Linked DNA regions of Gossypium hirsutum: all the other regions are linked to region 3. Evidence: chromatin contacts called from public Hi-C data. All regions are on one chromosome and are shown on one strand. Each heading gives the region's core, a stretch centred on a gene start, on an enhancer-like site or on the middle of the called end of the contact. The rest is flanking DNA. Distances are from core to core; before and after follow the strand shown.

Region 1 (4,453 bases), core at 302-2,801, 230 kb before region 3:
GGGTTTGCTTTCGGCAAATCGGGATTCTTAAGTACCTGCATTTTTCTTTGCAATTTTACATCTCCATCGGCTGTAATCGCATCTAATTTAAGCAACTGACTCATCAGCAGCTCAATCGAATTAATCAAGTCTTTCTCCGCTACTTTCCCACCTTTGGTGATTATTGTTTCAAAAGCTGACACCTAGGCAATATCCAACCAATATAATTTAAACTAAGAAAAATAATGCATAATCTCATAAATTATTATGTACCAGTATTGAATATTATGTACCTGGCCAGCAAGCCTATCAACTTCCAAGCTGACTTGGGAGATGGATTTAGATGCCTTCTCTACCTTAGCATTCTTTCTGGTCTCCAATAACCTCTTTTCTTGACTAATTGGGTCTTCAACTAAGACAATTTTGGACTTGTCCTTCACACCTGCCATATCTAGAAACGCTTTGGAATCCCTCTCCTTGTCTTTGTATAATAGCTTTTGATCTTGATGGTGTAATCCTGTTGGCCCTGTCAGCATCTTCTTCAACTCCCCTGCCACAACAATCCAAAGTAACTTTAATTGGTCTATTAGAGGTTATTATTATTAGTATTATTATTGTGAAAGATGAGAAATTTACCGAATGTAGCTTGAGAACTGATACTGATTTCGTGGTAGATGGAGCCGTATTTGACTCTAACTCTAATAGTCGGTGGTGGGATGGAATTTCGATCGGAGTCCGGGTTTCGCTTTTGTACCAACATGCCTCCGGGTCTAAGCTCCAAATCATGAGCAGCCGATTCACCTCTACCGCCACCGCCATTTGCCACCGGGGCCAACCCTGTTGCTTTTGTCTTCACTCTCATCATTTTCTTTTAACTACGATATGTTTCGTTTCGGTGACTAAAACAAAAAGAAGAAAGAAAAATTTCTACGGAGGGGAAGGAGAGATTGTTTTAGATCTTCAGAAAGAGTGAAAGCGAGCGATCTGTATCAGAAATCATGGAGAGCCATTTTTAAGACTTAAGGGGATGTTATCACGAGAGGTTCTTAAGAGTCCCACCCCAGCATTATCCGAGTCCAATTCCAACGCCCACGCGTATTTACAAAGACAACCAAGAAAAATAAAGCAGACCAAACCAAAGCAAAGACACGAAGGAAACTCCAACTCTTCGACTTCTCCCTTTTACAATAGCGTCTTACCAAAGGCAAGAAGAAAAAGAGAAAATCATCGATTCTTTCCCTGCAAGAAAACCAAACTCAACTCCTAGATCGCTGACACAAAAAGAAGAAAACTCAGATCTCTCCAACGCAAATGTAGCAGAAAAATAAAACGATGCTACGAGAATCTCCCACTTTTTCACAACAAAAAGACTGGAAAAATCAAATGTCCAACGGTGGGGAAAGACTATAATATGGAAAATGAACAATTTTCTTTCCAAATTATGAATCTGTTTCTTTTTCTCTCCCTCCTAGTAGCTCTGGGATACTCATGGAAGAATAGGGAAACGAATAAGAAAAAAAGAATATGAATAAAAAACGAGTGGACAGCTAATTGAGCAGCTTTACGACCTTAAGAAACAGATTATATAAATGTTTATTTTTTATATATTAAAAAAATAGTTTAAATAAAAAATAAATATACTTTTATGTTTTAAAATTACGGGGAAAATGAAAGGCAAACAAACAACGATGCCGCCAAATTGTGTAAAAGATTGAGAAAAAAATTATTCTTTTACCAAAATTTGGATCTTAGGTACTATTCTGCTGCGACACGATTTATCTTATAAAAGGACCGGTTGATCATTGGTACTTGCACACGTATAGTGCTCAGGGTATATCGGGGAATTCATTATAATTTTGCAATAATTCCAATCATTGACTTGATAATTATATTGACGATTTCAAACACGTGGCAGTTTAACGAAATTGGTCGAAGTTTGAACAAAGCAAAATGAAAAAGAAAAGGAAATGTTAATAATTTTAGTACGCAAATTATTCAAATTAAAAAAAAATACAAATAGGTTTATCATAAATTTTAATAAATATAAAATCAAATAAATGATAAATTAAATTTAAGGTTGCTAAATTATTAGTAAATTTATTTTTTGGTCATTCAATAATCACTAAACTATTAAAAAATTTTATTTAAATTATTGAGTTATTACAATCATCGTTGCATGACATTTTTTGTTCGCATCGTCTGCACAAATCAAAAGTTCTTATTCTCAATCTTTTTTATGTTTTAGTTTTATTCATGCAACAATTATGAACATCATAAATTTGTAAACCAAAATTCAAACAGCTTACTTCTCCTATCTCTTACACAAGTTGTCAAATTGACTTGGATCTAATATATATTCATCTACTTGTCGATTGAAACTAATCTACCGTACTGATTATCGAATTATTACTTAATGCTCGCTAGTCAGACCTTTTAAAAGAAAAATACTTAATAGTGTAGTGACATAAATAAAAAATTTTAAACAATTCAGTAACTTAAATGAAAACTTTTGAATAATTCAGTGACTATTTTATAATTTTTGAAGTTGAGTGACTAAAACCTGAACTAATTAATTTTGAACAAAGAATGAATTGAAAATGATATTTAAAATGATTTAATAAATGAGATTATGAACTAAAAAGATCATAATGTTCAAAATAATCTAGTTTATTGATTTTAATATAAAAATAATATAATAAACAATATCTTTTTATTTTATATAACAAAATTAAATATTATTTCCGATCTTAGTTATATCTAAAATTTATTTTTCAAATCATGATTTTTAAGACCACCTCAACATCCACGGGATGTTAAGTTCCTTTGTTTTGGCTAAATGGCATGTGCAAAATTTATTGTCCAAACATTTTATGATAATGAAATATTTTGAACTCAACACTAGTGAGTATCGAAGTGCTACTAACAACTTCTCGGAATTCTCCTAAAAAACTATTGAATTTTACAGACACGGAAAGGGAATTGATGTGATAGAACAGGAACTCAACTTTTGTGGATGTTGAATTCATGGATGATTTTTAATGAAGAAGTCGACACAAATAGGTGTCGACTTTAGGCATGTTTAAGCTAACCTAAACATTTCCCCTCTCCTATAAATAATGTGGTTTCATTTGGTAGAAAAGTAAAAAATAATGTAAATAATTGTCAAAATTTTCTCATTTGTGATCCTTAAAATAAATTGCACTATCTGCAAAGCTTCAGTAACTCACGTAATTAGTTAAGAGTTTTTTTTTCATAATGCATAAATTAGTGGTATAACATATGTGATTAATTTTTGTAATCAATATTATGTAATGATCAAATCATTGTTATTAAGGAAATTTTTATGTTATTATTGGTGTTACACTTGTTGAATATGTTCTAGGTATGGAATAAGGGAATTGTGCTATTATGTATAGTTGTCATGATAGTAAGTTAGCATTAATGTTGTCACTACCATTGTTATTAACAATTATTGGAGTTGTTAATTTTTTTTGTAATATTTAACAACCTTAAGATGATACATTGATTCTTGGTACAAATTCATTTAAATAGAAATATGTATTCAATTGATTGAGTCATATTTCAATTGGTTCAACATTCAACATGATCTTTAAGAGTGATGTTTCCTTGGACAGCAAGAAATTGAGGATTTTGAGGAAAATTCAAGTTGGAAATATTAAGTGCATGTCCGAAAATACAGTGTAAATACATTATCGCAGATCTCAATGATAATAAAGATATTGAGACTATGGTGTTTGGGCACCAAGAAAAGTGAGGATGTTAGTGTGGAGTTGTTGTTAGAGGTCGAACTTATTCCCAATATTGGGTATGGGATTTTGAATTACACAAGTGCATTGACTATACCAATCCCTATATATTGTCTAAATATTCCATCACTTTTGGATTGTTCCCTTTTTAGATTACTACACATTGAGGTCCACGATGCTAGAGATTCCCAATGTCAAATATTCATGGTCCCTATGTTAGAAAAATAAGTTTATTTTATGTACAACTTATGTTTTAAAATTTTCTAAAATCGACTCTGTTGTGTTATTTATAACAATAAAATTTAACATAAATATACTTGTGAATTGTACAAGGCAGTCTAAAGTGAACCTGAACTTTCTACTGAACGACCTTCTCCACTATTCTTGAACCAATAATTGCTTTTAGTGTGGGCTCAAAGTTTATCGAACCAACTTGTAAAAATGAAAAACTTCATTAACTTTTAATAGGAAAGTTAATTCTTTCTATAACTAGAAACTATGCGTTTTTCTCATAAAATAGATTTTATTCTGTAAAATAAATTGTCACTTTTTTTGGACAAAATAATGGTGTCTGAGAAGTGTTGTAAATTACTTAATACATAGTTCTTGTTTATAAAGAAAACGTACAAGAGTTATGTTCAAATAAGACTTGATTATATAATAATATTTAATAGAAAATGCAATTTCTACTCCAATTAGGAGTATAG
Region 2 (4,947 bases), core at 2,124-4,623, 200 kb after region 3:
ACCTCTTTTCATAATTAATTAATAATTATTTAACCCAAAATAAATTGGATTAAAATTAAAATTAATTATATTATGAATTGATATTCATAATTTGGACCGTCTTAGGCTGAAAAATTAATTCGCCTCGATGCTTCAAAAATCACTTCTCGGTTTGGCACTTCTAGAAGTGTCTGCCGAGCCAATTTTTGCCCTTTGTGCGAATCTGTCGAAAATAAATCAAAATTTATTATAAAATTAATTAAAATTTAACATGTTAATAATTTAAGTACAACTTAATTATTTTATAATTATTATATATTTTTCAACAAGAATTACAATGAAATTGCATGAATTTAAGTTAAAAAAAGCCTGAAAAAGTGTGTATATTTTCGTGTTCCCAGCGACATCCACCTGAGATATTTTGAAAACTTTACAGTTTAGTCCTTGGTTGATCCCGAAATGGTATTGAGCTTTCATAAGCTCGTATTTGACCCGAAAATATTTATATAACATGTTTTATGCATGGAAGGATCGTATTTGGATGTTTATGGTCAAATACTGGATATATTTGATTGTAGTTGCTCTGGCAACGAATGTGGCATCCCGTAGCTTAGACCCAACGACCGGGTCCGGTAAGGGGTATTACAATTATTTAAAATGAGTAGGTAAAAGATTCGACAATAAATTTAAGGTCAAAGCTTGGGAGCTTCGAATCATCCTTCGTTAGAGGCTATTATGTATCTATAAATCTTATTATGGTATGGGAATTTTGGCATGTACATAAGGACTTAGTTTTGAATAATATTTGTAAAATTGATTTGTAACTCAAATTCCTTTCAGTTTTCTTAGAGTTGTTCCACTTCGCCATTCATCTCAAGTGCAGGTGTACCATGTATTTTGAGTTTAAATGAGCCTAGAAATTGATTTATAATTTTTCGTAAACCATTGAGATGATATGACAATGTTTATGGAAGTATGAAATTATAAATGGTTATATTACTGTCTAAGCGATAACTTAACGAAATTAATATTAATTACATTATCACTTGAGCGATAGCTCAAGCTGCCTGAGCGACTCTTTATCAAAAATACAACTAATAACTCCAATTCCACCTAGGCGGGAGCTTTGGCCACCTGGGTGGTGGTTGAACATATCTTTACTCTTTTGGTTTTATTTAATTTCTTATAAAATTCTTTAAGGATCTAAGTAACCTTTAAGACATTAAGTAACATTCTTATATTTTACAAATTACTTAGTTCTTTTGCTTTAATTGACACTGTAAGATTTTTTTAACTTTGTTTTGGAAAACATAAAACTCATTTTGAATAGAATTTAAATATTTTCTATAGTTTTATGAAAATGTTTTCAAGTTTAAAATTTCTTGAATAAATTAAAGGTATTTTCCTTGTTAGTGATTTGGTAGCACCATCCATTTGTACCATATCGATACATAGCTCGATTTAAAAAATCGGATCAAAACTAATTCTTTTGATTCCCAAAAAATCCAGGGCATTACACTCGTTATTCTCTCTTTCCTCATTTTTTCCTCTATTGTTTTCGCTTTTCTTAGTAACCCAATGAAATAAACTTTTGTATAAGCCGTCAAAGGTGGATTATACCATCTAAGAAATATAGAGCTTGTGATACCCATAACCATAGTTTTTGCAAAAATAGAATATACATAGATTTTTATTAGACCAAGAAGTTCTTAAAAGCAGTTGGGTTTCCACAATAGCATTCTAGAATCACAATGGATAGCTCCATTACTTTCTTTTCTTCTTCTTCTTTTTTCATGGCTTCAATGTCGGGAAAAAAACAAATAGGTATAAAAATGGATGAAGTTAGGGCTTGTAAGAGTAAGAACAAATTTATTTGTTAATAAAATATAATAAATATAAATTAATTATGAAACAAAATACATGAAAAATATATGACAAATTTAATTAATTATACTAATTTGTCATTACTCCATTAACAATAATTAATGATTGAACGATTATTTTATAACAATCTAATAACATTAAGGATGATTCCGTAATTGAAAAAAAACATTGAAAGATAATTTTATAATGATTATTTATGCAATTTACCTTTTAAAAGGAAATTATAAAAAGATTTCAAAAGCTTTTGTAAAATAAACGCACACACCTAAGTTTATGGAAAATATGCATGTTTTACCATAATGTTGAGTAGGGGTAAGTGTTCGATTGAATCGAATCGAATGAAAAAATTTCGAGATGATTGAGTTGACGAATCTTATTTTATAATCCTAACTCTATTTGAAATTTTCTCGAATCAAATCGAGTGAGATGAAATTTAAATCAGACCGAATATATTTGTTTGAGTTAAATTAAAAAATGACTTTCGTGTTGTTTCAAAATCAATTAGGGATGAAACATCTTAAAAGTAGTTAATTAATTATTTTAAGCACAATTCTAAAATTTACTCAAAACAGGATCCAAATCCAAGTTGTTATTCCAACTTAAATAATAAGCAAAAAGTAAAGACATTGATACTTATCAACAAACTACAATAGTAAAAAGAATTATGGGGTTACCTTTCATTCTGAAAATTGAAGAAGACGATCGGGATTTCCTCGATTCAACTAGGGTCTTCGAATTTACATAAATTGACTAGCAAAAACAATATGCTAAACTAGTAAATTAAAAAAATTACTAAACTTTAAGTCTTGATTTCCATAATAAAATATAAGAAAAAAAATTAATGCAATGAACAAAGAAGTCAATTGCTGCTCTTCTGAGCAAATTTGCAATTTGTTAGTTCGTGAGTGAAAGAGGTAATAAGCTGAACCTATAACAATCCCACAAATCTAAAATAAAAGTAAAAGTGTTTTATAACCAAACCTGGACTGCTGGGTATGAGGTTAAGGAGATGCAAAAAAGTCGAGGTGAAGACTGAAGAGAACGGAGCAGCTAGAAGGAACACTAGTTTCGAAGATCCAAGGGCAGTTCGTTTTACAACAGCAACATCAACAACCTTTGCCACAACAACAAATTTTACAACAATGATATCAACAACACCCAGTAGCAATAGCTGTGGTGAGGGACGGAAACCGAAAACGGGTGAGGGATTTGCCTAACCTCATAAACTGATGAAGAAGAACTAAAGAAGGATGAAAATGGTGCGGTTGACCAGAGGAAGTAAAAGGATATGGGGAGAAAAATGTAAAATAATTATTAATTAAACTAAATAATATAAATTTAAAATTTAAAATAATATATTATGATATTCGATTTATTCGAATTATTTGAGTTAATCAAATTCAAAAATTCAACTCAACTTAAATTTGAAATTTAAAAATATTAAATTAATTTAAATAACTCGATTAACTCGATTCAAATAATTTAAAATTAGAATATTTTTTTTTGACTTTTTCCTATTTCACCCCTAATTTTGAGCAAACCCAGGCGCGTGTAATACATGGTATCTTAGGGACGCGTATCGTTTGGGTGTTGTGAATTGTGGTTCGTTTCATTGGGTACAAAATCCCAAGTTTCTCCGGCTCTTCCCTTTTAACTCCTTTCTGTTCCTCTCGTTCTTTTTCACCCACAAAAGAAAAATATGCTTATACTACAATTAACCATGCCTTCAAGTGCTCGTCTAGTTCACAGGCAATGAATCATGGGCCTTTTCCGGCGACTCTTTGGCGCCAAGAAGCCTGCCCAACAACGCCCCGACAAAGACAGGAGGCGTTGGAGCTTTACCAGATCTTCCCATCCCACGTCTTCGACTTCTCATCTTGATGCCCTTTCTGGTCCATGCAATGGCACATTGGATGCCAACAAGCGCGCCATAGCAGTAGCAGCCGCCACTGCTGCTGTAGCTGAGGCTGCTCTGGCTGCAGCGCATGCGGCGGCTGAGGTTGTTAGGCTGACAAGTGGTGGTGTTGGCAGCGCCGATGGGAGCAACCGACGCCTCCCACAAGAACTAGCGGCTGTTAAGATACAGTCCGCTTTTCGAGGTTATCTGGTTAGTATTTTCTTCTGTTCTAAATTTTATTTTATTCTTGCTTGAACTTTTTTATTACGTTGTCTAAATTGGGGCTTTAGGTTCATTTATTGCCGATGATGGCTAAGAATTCTTGTTAGTTATTTTCCTTAGTTTTTTCAACTGGAAACAGAGCTGTGGTTGGTATTCTTTTGAGCCCTCTTGCACCTTTATAAATTTCAAAAACACCTCGAAAAGCCCCCTTTTTTTAAAAAAAATATTTTTAGAGCTTAAAGATGCTTAGAAGGTTGCTTTGAGAGTGTATTTGGTACACCCATCTTGACAAAGGCTTCAACTGGGAATGGATGGTCCCATAAGAAGAAGAAGGAAACAAGAACAAAGAAAAAAAAAGCTGTGTTGAAAAGGGCCAGTAACGAACGCCGACAACGAAAGGTGGTCATTTCGCCATCAGGCTTTTCTTTCACAAGTAGCAACTCACCAGGGATGAGAAGCGATTCCCCGTTATCCTCTAAAACCATTCTAACCATCTTCACTGTCTTATTCGTCATTTCTCTCTCTCTCTTTATTTTTATTATTTAAAAGAAAAAAAAGTCCATTTATTCCTTCAAAATTGTAATGCCGTACGTGGAAGTCTTCCACACGTGTGTTCTACTTCATATTGAGTATGTGTGACGTCATGTGCTTCCTAGTGCGCTTTGGGTTTGCATATAAGATGCTGGTACTCTTCTATGAGACCGCATGTGGGTTTGCACGACTATATAAGTGAACTCACATCTAGAAAATACATGCATCTATCTACAATATCACATCCATGAATAATAACTATATCATATAAATACACAGTTTAACCCATTTGAAATACTCAACAGACTTGTTTGACTAAATTCATCTGGTCTTTCCCCTCATGTCTCCTACTGGTTTTTAAAGACTAGCAGTTAAAAGATTTAGAAGAATTCAGACAAAAATATTTCTGCCCAAATGGTTGTTCTATAGAAATT
Region 3 (4,767 bases), core at 650-3,149:
TTCGATACCTAAGACAATGTATCTTCCCATTTAGACTTGATAAATGACATATATAATTTTCAATCGATTTACTCAATTCCGATTAAATTAAAGATGTGTTTAGATTATCTACTAATATAAGTTGTCTTTTCGAATTACGATCCGACCACGTAATTTCATTTAATATTAGTTTAAACATTAGATAATCAATGATTCAATATTTGCTTTCATTTTGCTTTGTGTGAAAAAAATGTTAAGGACATTATACAAAACATATCAATAATAGTGATGAATTTTTATTAAACCAATTTGTTCGAAAAATTACAAATATATAGACGGAATCACTACAATTAGGGCACTAAATCCAAACATAACATTCTACCAATTTTTTTAAAAATAAAAAATAGAATATTTAGTAGAATTTTTTTACATATATATATTTTAAAATATTGCGGTAATAACTTCGAATTAATTTCATCAATGTTTCTTTCATCGTGTAGAGAAGGATTTATTGATACTTACTAATAATAAAATATCGTTTCCTAAATTGAGTGAATTCATGTGTTTTGCTTTCTATAAAAAAACAATTTTTTAGTATTTTCCGAGACATCAGGAGATACAGAAAATTATTGTACTTTAAAAACTTAATTCACTCAAAAAATATAAGTGATTTATTTCAAGGGATCACAATTAAACATGAGATTTCCAACATTTGAATTTTGAATTTTTTTTTGACAACTGTGTAATTATAAATGTACCAATTTTGGATATGGTAGGGATGCTATAACTTGCTCTACGCGGAACCAACTCTCCATTTTTTTTTTTAGATTTTAACGTAGACTTTAAAATTATCAGTTTTAAAGAGGTTTTGAAATTTCTTTTTGAAAAAGTCACCGTTCACACCTAGCAAAAAAAAAAAAATTTTTGTGTTTTTCTTAAAGCTCAAAGTTTCATATTTTAATAAAATCGTTAACCTGATTTATTAATTTTTTAATTATTAACAGAAAATTGGTGGCTGCAGTTCTCTTAATCTGTGTTAGCGTTAATATTGCTTTTGTTTAATAAGTAAATCTTATGTTATTAGTGTTTGATCTGTTTTTGTTTCGAAATTGTATTCCAAAACTTGTTTTTTAATTCTTGTACTGCTTGTTGTACTGTTAATTTGCTTGGTTAAAAATTTAGGTCCTCTTTACGAAGTGTTCACACGCTTAAAACGGATCTACTCCAATAATAGGTTTTAAATTAGACCCGAAATGAATCTGAGCTTGAAAAATGAATTGGGATTCAAATTTAAAATTGATCAAGTAACCATTAGGCCTTAACAAACTGGGCCAAAGAAAATAAAAATCAAGTTCAATTTTGAACAATAAATGGCCCAATTCCAAGTATAGAAAATCTAAATAATCTCATAATTCAATAAAATCAAAGCTCAAAAAACTCGAAATTGTCTAGGCGGACATAATTTGTTGTTAACACTAATCATTTCCAGCTCTATCTTTTGACAAAAGCCTTCAATGTTCTTCGACACCATTTATTGTTGTCAGCTTTTAGATTGTCCACTATTTCACCAAAAATATGTTCAATTCGAAGGGAAAAAACAGGACCAATAAGCAACAAAGAGCGAACCCCCCCCAAAAAAATCATATTTAAAGTGGAATAAAAACATAACCCAAAATGACATCATCTCACGATATATCATAAGCCGCCTTGGGGGTCAACGAATGAGGTCTAGCCACGTTAGCTGCGAGCTCGCGTCGCCACTTTGCTATCTAACATCGACTTCGTTGTGCTATCAAGGGAAGGACACGTGTCCTCCTTGTGATACAACACATTCGGTGACGTAGGGCAAAATTACCGGTGCAGCCGGTAACTCCCTCTCTACCGTTCCCGCTAGGTATATAAGCAGACTTCTTGAAAACTCTCACTGAACTTTTTTTTCCCCAAATCAAGTCATTTAAAAAAAAAAAAACCAAAAACAGTAAAAAGTAACGTTTGCCTTTTCTATTGCGATTTTGAGGTAGTAGCTTCTCTCTTTTTCTTTAAGCAGTAATTTATTCTTCATTTTTTGTTAATAGTGTAAATCATATCATGAGTTCCAACTTTCTTTGATCGATCACTAAAAGCAGGAAAATTTACCGGTTTTTCATTTTCTTTTTTAATTTGAAGTGATTACTGCTGTTTAAGTTGCTATGAAGTTTTAATTATGGTTAATCTGTTGCTCCGAACTTTATTTTTGTAATTGGAATTCAATTACACTGAATTTTTAATGCGTGTAATCTATTTGATACTCAAGTTTAATTAGAATTTAATTAGTAGTTCGTTTCGTGATGTAGGTCTCGTGATTGCTGATATGTTCTTTTAAGGTAGAAGGGTTTTAGGTTTTCAGTTATACATTCTTGGCTTAGTGACTTGGGTCCAAAAATTAGGGTTTTTATTCAGGGGGTGTGTGGCTTTGGGAAGGGGGAGTTCAGGAAGTTCGTTTCCTTAAAATTGTGGAGATTAGGCTTGGAAAGCTTAGTGGATTTTTTTTTTTTTGTGTTTTCATTCTTGATTGATTTTGTCTTAGTGGAATAACGTTTGAAACGTTGTAACTTTGTTCTCTTGAAGCATGTGCAATTCGGATTCTAATTATTATCTGGTTTTTCTAGTATACATTGCTTTTAGATCTCTGCCAAATTGTTGAGGGCGCATTTGTTATCAGAAAGGCCTGGCTCTGGACAGCTATTTAAACTCCAGCCACCAGGGGGCAGTACATTCAATGGCACCTTCACGAGTAGCTGGAGGGTTAACTCAATCTTCCTCAAGTTCTGGAATTTTCTTCCAAGGAGATGGACAGTCCCAGGTTGTAGTTAACACTCGCTTGTGCTCACCTTATGAGAACTCATCTAATTTAATTCCTGGAACTGGGCATCCTAATCTGGCTCCTGTTTCGGGGGACATGAACAGTGCTGTCTTGAACAATGTGGCGAACTCAGGACCTAGTGTTGGGGCAAGTTCTTTTGTCAAAGATGCAAATTTGGCATTTTCAAGAGGTCCCCATTTGCAGAGAAGTGCTAGCATAAATGCAGATTCATATATGCGCCTGCCAGCATCGCCCATGTCGTTTTCTTCCAACAATATAAACATGTCAGGTTCATCGGTCATTGGTGGATCCTCTATTGGCCAGCGTGGCTCACATCAAGACCCCAGTGTCCAACAAATGCAGCAGAGTCAGCAGCTGCAGCAAGGGGCCTCAAGTGCTTCATCTTTGCCCATTTCACAAACTGGGCAAGTTTCACTTACTCTGGGTCCACGAGGCCCAGGGACTTTTGTGCAAGACCCTAATATTGTATCCCAGGTGCAGAAAAAAACTCGAGTAGATGTCAAGCAAGAAGACATTCTGCAGCAGCAGGTGTTGCAACAACTTCTGCAAAGACAGGATTCCATGCAGTTGCCAGGTCAAAACCCTCAATTACAAGCCTTGATCCAGCAGCAGAGACTTAGGCAACAACAAATGTTACAGTCAATGCCACCATTGCAGAGAGCCCACTTGCAGCAACAAATGCAATTGAGGAAGCAGTTGCAACAACAGGACATGCAGCAAGTAGCCTCAATAAAGCGTCCCTCTGATGGTGTATGTGCTCGCCGGCTAATGCAATACCTATATCATCAACGCCAAAGGCCATCTGTGAGTTTATGTTTTTTAATTATTAACTGCATGGCAGAGTCTTGTATTTTAATTGTTTTCATTTAGCAGTTTCAATCCTATTGCATCTTTTTGTGAAATTCTGCTATCCCCTTATGCAGGCTCAATTGTCTTGTTGCAGTCGAAGTTATGTAATTGTTAACTTATTGTAGAAATTTACTGTATGCTTTTATGCATGCTCTCTTTCTCGTTGTTGAAGTCTTGAGATAAACTATATTTAACTTAGTAATTGCAGAGGTTCAAAGTGTTTTGAATACTGTTATGCCTTCTTGGATTTGTAGGACAATACCATTGCATATTGGAGGAAATTTGTGGCAGAATATTATTCTCCTCGTGCCAAGAAAAGGTGGTGTTTATCTTTGTATGATAATGTTGGGAGTCATGCACATGGCATTTTCCCTCAAGCAGCTATGGTTAGTCCTTTTGCTTCTTTTTTCTAGTTTTTAATGTGAGGAATTTACCATTTTATTATGAAGTTTAGGCCTTTCTACTGTGATGTGCTGATTAACGTGCATGCATTCTTCTGCATGAACAATATTCTGCATTACTTGGCTTCTTGAATTACATGCTTTTATTCTAATATGTAAAATCCTTATTTTATTTTATTTTTTTCAGGATACCTGGCAGTGTGATATTTGTGGGTCTAAGTCTGGAAGAGGGTTTGGTAAAGATTAATGACTATTTACTTTGTTCTAGAATGGAAATTCATCTTAGTTGATTTGGTAGAATTACTTTTTTGAAATAGGGTATGAGAAAAAGACATACCTTGGTCTGTGTTTGTTAGAGAGTGCTATCTGCAGTAAATTCATTACTTTCTTTTCATTGATTTCAGTTTTATCACCTTCAGATTCCTGAGATTATAGAATATCATTTTTCTCTCTCCATGTTGATATATTGGATTGAAGAGGGACATGCAATGTCTTGAATTTTTGGGTTCTGGGCTTTAGAATTGTTTGTATTCTTTCACTTTAAAACTTTCAGGTAAGCTTTTTCGTTTATTGTTCTTTCAATTGAACAATAATAAATATACCAATTGCTTGAAATCAATATGTATGGTTTCTCAACATTTTCTAGATTTACCTACTCTATAATTAATTCCCATA

What was found. Hi-C and Micro-C count contacts between places; a contact is called where the count stands out from the background.
Region 1: a contact with region 3 is called in a Hi-C map of leaf, with 2.4 times the contacts expected there. The contact joins the promoter of LOC107912685 here to the promoter of LOC121203502 in region 3. A contact is called at or near these places in 14 of 34 Hi-C or Micro-C datasets (callus, fibers, hypocotyl and 2 more).
Region 2: a Hi-C map of leaf shows a contact between it and region 3, with 3 times the contacts expected there. The contact joins the promoter of LOC107962679 here to the promoter of LOC121203502 in region 3. A contact is called at or near these places in 12 of 34 Hi-C or Micro-C datasets (callus, hypocotyl, leaf and 2 more).

Annotation. Positions count from the first base shown.
Region 1 is chrD08:34,573,273-34,577,725 of Gossypium_hirsutum_v2.1, forward strand. LOC107912685 (BAG family molecular chaperone regulator 1) reads right to left here and starts at 1,552. Exons shown (of 4, transcript XM_016840986.2): 1 at 616-1,552; 2 at 273-529; 3 at 36-182. The coding sequence starts at 844.
Region 2 is chrD08:34,997,337-35,002,283 of Gossypium_hirsutum_v2.1, forward strand. LOC107962679 (protein IQ-DOMAIN 14) reads left to right here and starts at 3,374. Exons shown (of 3, transcript XM_016899154.2): 1 at 3,374-3,970. The coding sequence starts at 3,623. It overlaps LOC107963547 (a long non-coding RNA gene), which reads right to left and starts at 3,176. Exons shown (of 3, transcript XR_001701966.2): 1 at 2,845-3,176; 2 at 2,538-2,613; 3 at 1,440-1,776.
Region 3 is chrD08:34,799,501-34,804,267 of Gossypium_hirsutum_v2.1, forward strand. LOC121203502 (probable transcriptional regulator SLK2) reads left to right here and starts at 1,900. Exons shown (of 10, transcript XM_041100130.1): 1 at 1,900-1,996; 2 at 2,628-3,646; 3 at 3,946-4,077; 4 at 4,280-4,328. The coding sequence starts at 2,738.